Regions from separate parts of the Danio rerio genome. Here region 1 is linked to region 2. The links are chromatin contacts, called in public HiChIP or PLAC-seq maps. All regions are on one chromosome and are shown on one strand. Each heading gives the region's core, a stretch centred on a gene start, on an enhancer-like site or on the middle of the called end of the contact. The rest is flanking DNA. Distances are from core to core; before and after follow the strand shown. Region 1 holds the start of ikzf5 (IKAROS family zinc finger 5). Region 2 holds the start of gpr26 (G protein-coupled receptor 26).

Region 1 (3,123 bases), core at 547-3,046, 200 kb after region 2:
TGTTTTATTGTACCTACACAATAAGGCTATGTATACAGTAGATTGTTTGTTAACACTGGGAGCCAGGGCGCTTGTTCTCTGGTCATCTGAACCATGATCACAGGCAATGAATTGCTGCATGTTACACTAGAAGCCTCTCATTACATCTCTGAAGAGTGTCATAAGTATCCAGAGCTCTCGCTCTAACTGGTCGTTTGTCACACCCTCTTCAATGGTTTTCCTACAACCCTGACACAAATGGGGCAATGCGATCTTCAGCTAACTTCCCCTCTAGTTAAATATTAAACGCTATGAAACATGAATGAGCCAATCCTGCTATTTAAAGTAATGCAATTGGCTCAAGTACTCATCAAATTGCCCATGACATTTGAATATGGAAATTATCCATGTATTTAGCTAATCTGGTAAAAGGCGATGAATCATCAATGCACTTGATGCAGAATTCTAAAAGGTTTTTAAAATAAATGGATCATTGCTGTTATGCAGAACCTCTGTGGTTATGAATACCAATTTTTTATGGTTAAGCTGTAATTCAAGAAATATTTCAAATGTAGGAGTCTTGCAAAAAGTATCATTTTGAATTTCTATATTATTTATCCAATGTAATATTTTGATATAGCGCATTTATCGTGTATGACCATACATCCAAAGTGCTTCACAATCATGAGGGGAGTCTCTGGATGATGCAAAGGCAGCCACAGGACAACTGCACCAGTGCGCTCACCACACACCAGCTATAGGGACAGTGATGGAGCCAATTCAGTGCATGGGGATGATTATGATGGCTAATGGCCAATGGAAAGAATTGGCCAGAAACAGAGGTTACACCCCTTCTCTTTACGAGAAGTGTCTTTGTATTTTTAATAACCACAGAGAGTCAGGACCTCCGTTAAACGTCTCATCCAAAAGACGGTGCTCACTGACAGTACAGTGTCCTCTTCAGTGCCCCACTGGGGCATTACGTCTCACACAGACTGCAGGTTGAGCGCCCCCTGCTGGCCACGCAGAATAACAAAACAAAAATAAAAGGATGACTTTTATATAGATTCTAATTTTTTAAATTAGCATTTAATGGAAAAAACTGACTACTGATGTATGATTTACAAGATAAATCTATTTGACTATCTAACTATTTTTTTTTACTTTAAAATATTATGGTTAAATGCAACTTGCCATTTCTTTGTAGCTAAACGTTGCAATTTGCTAGCAATTTCTGAATGAAATTGTACCTTGTAACAGGATGGAAACAAAATATTTTATCAAAGGCTTAGTCGTTGCTCATTGAGTGACTAAAAGTGAGCTTTCCAATCATCTTTGTAATCTCTTAGCAGTATACTGTGTCATGTTATCAGACACGACAGAACTACACAAACCATCAAGCTAATCTCCACCTTTAAATACAAGCCTTTTGTGCAGCTGTTTTTCCATCAAAACGTTGTCCTTTCGTCGATGACGACGACCGCGTCATTTACAAGACTAGCAAGATAGAAACTGATAGAGCATCAGATAAGTTTATAACGTGAGTTAGTTTAAATAGGCCTACTACCAAAGAACGCATGTTTTGTTTTTTTGTTTTTTTGTTTTATCAGGGGGTAGAAAAAAATATTTGTCGTTTTGACAATTGTACATTTTACAATTTCTGTCAAAATACAGAAAATGTATATAACTCACTTTTATATTCACTCATTTGGGGAATGGGGATACTAGGTTGGATTACTTGAATTCAACCCGCTCTTCAAAGTACTGACACACAGGAACTAAATATTCAACCATCGGAACGAAGACGGAATCATTTTAGCGGCGCACCGCCAAATTGAACTTTCACCCCTACGTTTTCTTTTGTTTTGATGGCGCATAGCATCATTTTGGCTCTCCAAAGGTTGTTTTTGCACTTCATTCGCCAATGACACAGTCCAAAAAGACAAAAGGAGCATGTTTAAAAGACGTCAGTCCAGCTGCCGCTTAAATGTAAAGCTCGTTTAAATCCCGTTTTAATTGATCCAGTCGCGCTAACTCGCTGACGTTAGCTGTCCAGCATCACCATGGAGCTTTTCTCGGTCAGATTTTTCTAAAAACTCCTTAAATAACGGAGTCGTCAGTCAACAAATCCAGCAACCGAGTGTGGTTTTAATTCAGCTGACACCCTTGAAAAGGTAACTGTTGTTCATTGTTGTTAAATGATCGCATAATGCTTGGGAAAGCTTGGCGACGTCAACGTTACTCGCTATTATAGCAACGCCTGTTACCTTGTCAACTGAATAACAGTCAGACTAATACAACTCAGTAATGTTTGTTACAACTGCCACAAGTTCAGCTTGAACTTACGAGCTGAAGATTTTGCAGCTTTGTTTACTGTATTTGCTGGCATGGGACTGTTATTGTAAAGGGTTCGATTGGATTCACACTTTACAGTATGCCTGTAAAGTCTAATGTTGTTGTTTGATATAAGCGTCGCTTTACAAAGATTTTCTTTTGTATATGCATCTGTTTGGTTATATTTTATTTACGCTACAGCCTGTTTGACCACAGTGGAAGACTCTAGATCTTCAATGGGCGAGGAGAAGCCAGAACCCCTGGATTTCGTGAAGGACTTTCAGGAGTACCTGAGCCAACAGACCCAACATGTCAACATGATATCAGGGTCTGTCATCGGTGTGAAAGACAGTGATGATCTGCAAGGAGGTAATTTATGTCTGTCTGAAATATATACACAATATATTTTTTTATTAGTGCTTTCCACAGGTTTGAAACCAGACCATTTACTTAAATGACATAAATAGTTAGCTATATGCAACAAACAAAACATAATTGAATTTTTAACAGTATTTGTATTTTTTATGACAGTTTTATACTGTTTCTTTTTAATAGGTTGAAGTAAAAAATGTTGAAATAAAAAAAATCCACTATTTCTAACACCAGAATGCTATTCAGAAGCCACATGCAGCCACTGACAGGGTAAAATCTTCTCTTTCTTATTCAAGCTCAAAGCAAACTTGAATGCCAAAGCTTTTAAGATATGTATATAAAATAGCCTATTTAATATATTAACTTGAAATAATCATTTAATGAGAAATAAATGACAAAAAAGAAATGAAACAAACAATATCTCTAAAAGTTTATATA
Region 2 (3,485 bases), core at 529-3,028:
TAATGAATCTAGATTATTTCATCAGATTTCAAGTGGACTTATAATTAGATTAAATTGTTTTAAAACGTTTATAATCTGATGGATTTCATGACTACATATTATTAACATAAAATCAGTCAATTCATTCATTGATTTCATCCTATTTTTTCCTCCAGTAAGTTTTCTGTTTTTAAAGTGTTTCATTTAGATTGTTTTAATTCCTCCTCGTACAGAATGGCCGTATCTAAATCATTGTTTTATCAGTCCATTTAGACCTTAAATACAGCAGGAGAAATTCTCAGTAAGTTTCTTAGATGTACCCAAAATGGCTCTTCTATAACAAAATCCATGCATTTCTATGCAAAAAGAGAAAAAGAAGAAAAAATTTTAATAAGGAAGGATGGCAGTATAGAGAATGGGGTATTCCCAGAATTTCCCTTTCGACCTACATTATTATCAAAGCTTATTTGCTTTGTTAACGTGGTGGTCTTTGTGTTTGTATCACTGTCTCCGTGTCATATTACATAGCTGTTGCATTTGTCTATTTTTGATGGAGTGTGGCCTTCCTGTCTTTGCCTTTTTATTGTTTTCTATGAATTTACAGCTACAATAGGCTGTCATATTCTTACATCATCGTCACCGTATTTGGTTTCAGAAAGGGGATTTGCAACGATGCATACATAAAATATTTGGGGTTCACCTTACAGTGAAAAAAGAAAAGTAGTGTTTTGTTATTTTTTATGTAGTGCAAAAAAATGTAAAGCATCTGGACTGTGGTTAAACCAGTTAAAAAAAACAGTATATGCGCACAGTATATGTCCTTACCTCGGGTGTATGTCCACCAACAGTACGAGGGTTTGCATGGTGATCACGTCTATGCGCTTGCAGTGAAAGCGCGCGACTTTGAGCACTTTCAGATAGGTGACGCAGAGTACCACCGACACCAGCAGGAACGTAAGCGAGTGCAGCACCAGCGTGTAAATCGCGAATTGCGTCTTGGCATGAACAGCCCTGCCGTTACAGAGCGTGCACGAAGCGTACTGCTGATGGTAGCCCACCCAGGAGAGACACGCGGCGACCACCGAGAAGGATAGCGAGTGCACCCACGTGTAAGCCAGAGCGATCACAGCGTCCCGGTGACGGATCCTGGAATGATAACTCAAAGGGAACACCACTGCAACCCACCGGTCGATGCTGAGCGCAGCCATACTCAGCATAGAGTTGGTGGTCAGGAAAGTGTCCAGAAAGCCGACCACCTGGCAGAAAACGTGTCCTCCAGGGTGCGCATTACTTAGCACCCCGAAAAGAGTCAGCGGCATGCTGGAGGCGGACAGAAGCAGGTTGCAGAACGTCAGGTTGAGTATAAACAAGCCAGGGACCTGCTTGCGTATCTCTGCATTGTACAGGAAGCAGATCAGCACCAGCACGTTGGACAGCACCGACACTACGATGATCAAGATGAGGAGAAAGGAAAGCGCGAGCTCCGCTGTGTGCATGATGTTCCCCGCTCTTTTAAAGCCCCCAACTTTGTAGTGCAACTCCAGGACAGTTCATGACGGGGAACTAAACTGTATCAATACAACTTGTAGATCCCCGGGCGTGATATCCAGCGGCGCGCGGCTACTCGATGGACGGCTCCCCATAGCTCTAACCACCGTTTAGTCCGCGAAGTGTTGGCACAATCCATCCAAACAGTTGGAACGCGAGATTTCAGGAGTGGACGCTTAATCCGCTCTCCCTCACAACCCTGAAGGAATGTCACGCGCAAGTGCGCAGTTATGGTTTGTGCGCTCTTCTAATGCAGAATTCGCCCTTGAAGCAGCTTTATATGTCAAAATGTCACCCCCACCCCCCCACACGCTATCACGAAATACCCACACGTGACTAGCGTCAAAGGAATCGTCAGGGAATTAAAATAGTGAGGGGACTAAATTTAGAAAGTGTTTATATTTGTCGAAGGGAACTCTTTCACGTCACGATGAGGCAAAAGCCCTGGGTCTCGTGGTACGATGTTATCTTCGCTCGCCTTGCGCACTCAGCTTCAGTCTGAAAGGTGCCGAAGAGCTGAATGCATTTATTTAGAAACACGATTAGTCTTTTTTTGCATATTTTGTTTTAACATTTGTATATCATGGATGAGACTGTGTCTGAAACTTTAATATTTCTGTATTTACATGCTACAGTGCGAATGATATGAGGTCAGAATTTAGTTTTTTATTTACAAATCAATGAAAAAAAAAACACAAAGACATGTATACAAAAACCTTTATCAAAAATGGAAGTTATAGTATAGGATACCACAGCAGAGCATCCCCGCACACATGGCTAAGACATAAATATCACTTGTTAAATGGATAATTCATTCCAAAATGAAAATTAGCTGTCAATTTACCCACAGGCCATAAGATGTAGGTGACTTTTTTTTTTTTAATTCAGCAGAACATACTGAATACCAGGGTGCAAATTAAAGGGGGGTTTGGGGGTCTGACCCTCTAATTAATGCTTAATCCCCCCTGAAGAACATAAAAGTAGATGTTTTAATAGTTTAATAGTTGAGAAATAGTTTGCTCTGATCTGTATCTTAAATAATAGTAATAATTAAATTATAGAAAATGTAAATATACATTTGACCTCCCCCATAATGGTTCATACCATTGTGAATGCATGTTTGCGCCAACAATTTAAGCACCAACAGACAGCATAAGTGTTCACAATACATGTGTCTTGTAAAATAGGCTTTTGAACTATAGGTGTCCATTAAACTTAATGCATAGTTTGTATGTTTTAAAACACTTGCCCACATGGAAGTTAAACAGTAAGTTAAAAAATATGTACCATCTTTCATAGTCATGCAAATAGGTGAAGGAATGCAAACCTGTCATCACTTATTCAATAATTACAAATGTCATTGAGAATCACTCAATATCCCTCAACTCTAAAACAAAAGTTTGATTAATAAATTAGATGTAATTAAAAAGATAATTTTGGTTCACTGAGGCATATTACCAAACATAACTGAAAAACTTGACCCAACCCCAATCGTCAATGTATAATTTGCACATTACTGGATATTTATTTATTTATTTTTTTTTTTTTTTTGCAATTATGGATGTTGATAATTTTGTGAAATGCAATCCAGTAGCTTCCAGGATTAAGAGTAAAAAAATAAAAATAAATTAAAGGAATTGACATATTGGGAAGCAAATGATATGACTGTGCAAGAAACAAAACATTATTCACAGCATTATTATCTCTAATCTACAGCCTCTGAGAGACGCATAAAGACAACCGCATAGAAGAACTTTTTACAATTTATCACCACAAATCACAGCCATTTTTTGTGTTGCCTCAACTTTTGTTGACCCTCAAAGTCATCAAACTGATTTGATAAGTCACCAAGGACTACAGTTTGAACAAAATCTTTGGCTTAAGAAAAAGGCATTTACAGTACATGTTGGAGGGTATGAGAGTAAAAATGAAAAGCAAATTTTACTGCCTTAGACATT

Evidence for each region. HiChIP or PLAC-seq counts read pairs in DNA pulled down with a chosen protein or histone mark.
Region 1: an H3K4me3 HiChIP or PLAC-seq map of embryo shows a contact between it and region 2, with 4 times the contacts expected there. The contact joins the promoter of ikzf5 here to the promoter of gpr26 in region 2.

Annotation. Positions count from the first base shown.
Region 1 is chr17:23,219,684-23,222,806 of GRCz12tu, forward strand. It overlaps ikzf5 (IKAROS family zinc finger 5), which reads left to right and starts at 1,797. Exons shown (of 4, transcript NM_205601.1): 1 at 1,797-2,153; 2 at 2,530-2,682. The coding sequence starts at 2,550.
Region 2 is chr17:23,018,780-23,022,264 of GRCz12tu, forward strand. gpr26 (G protein-coupled receptor 26) reads right to left here and starts at 1,779. Exons shown (of 3, transcript XM_021473117.3): 1 at 805-1,779. The coding sequence starts at 1,475. It also overlaps a transcript of ikzf5 not described here.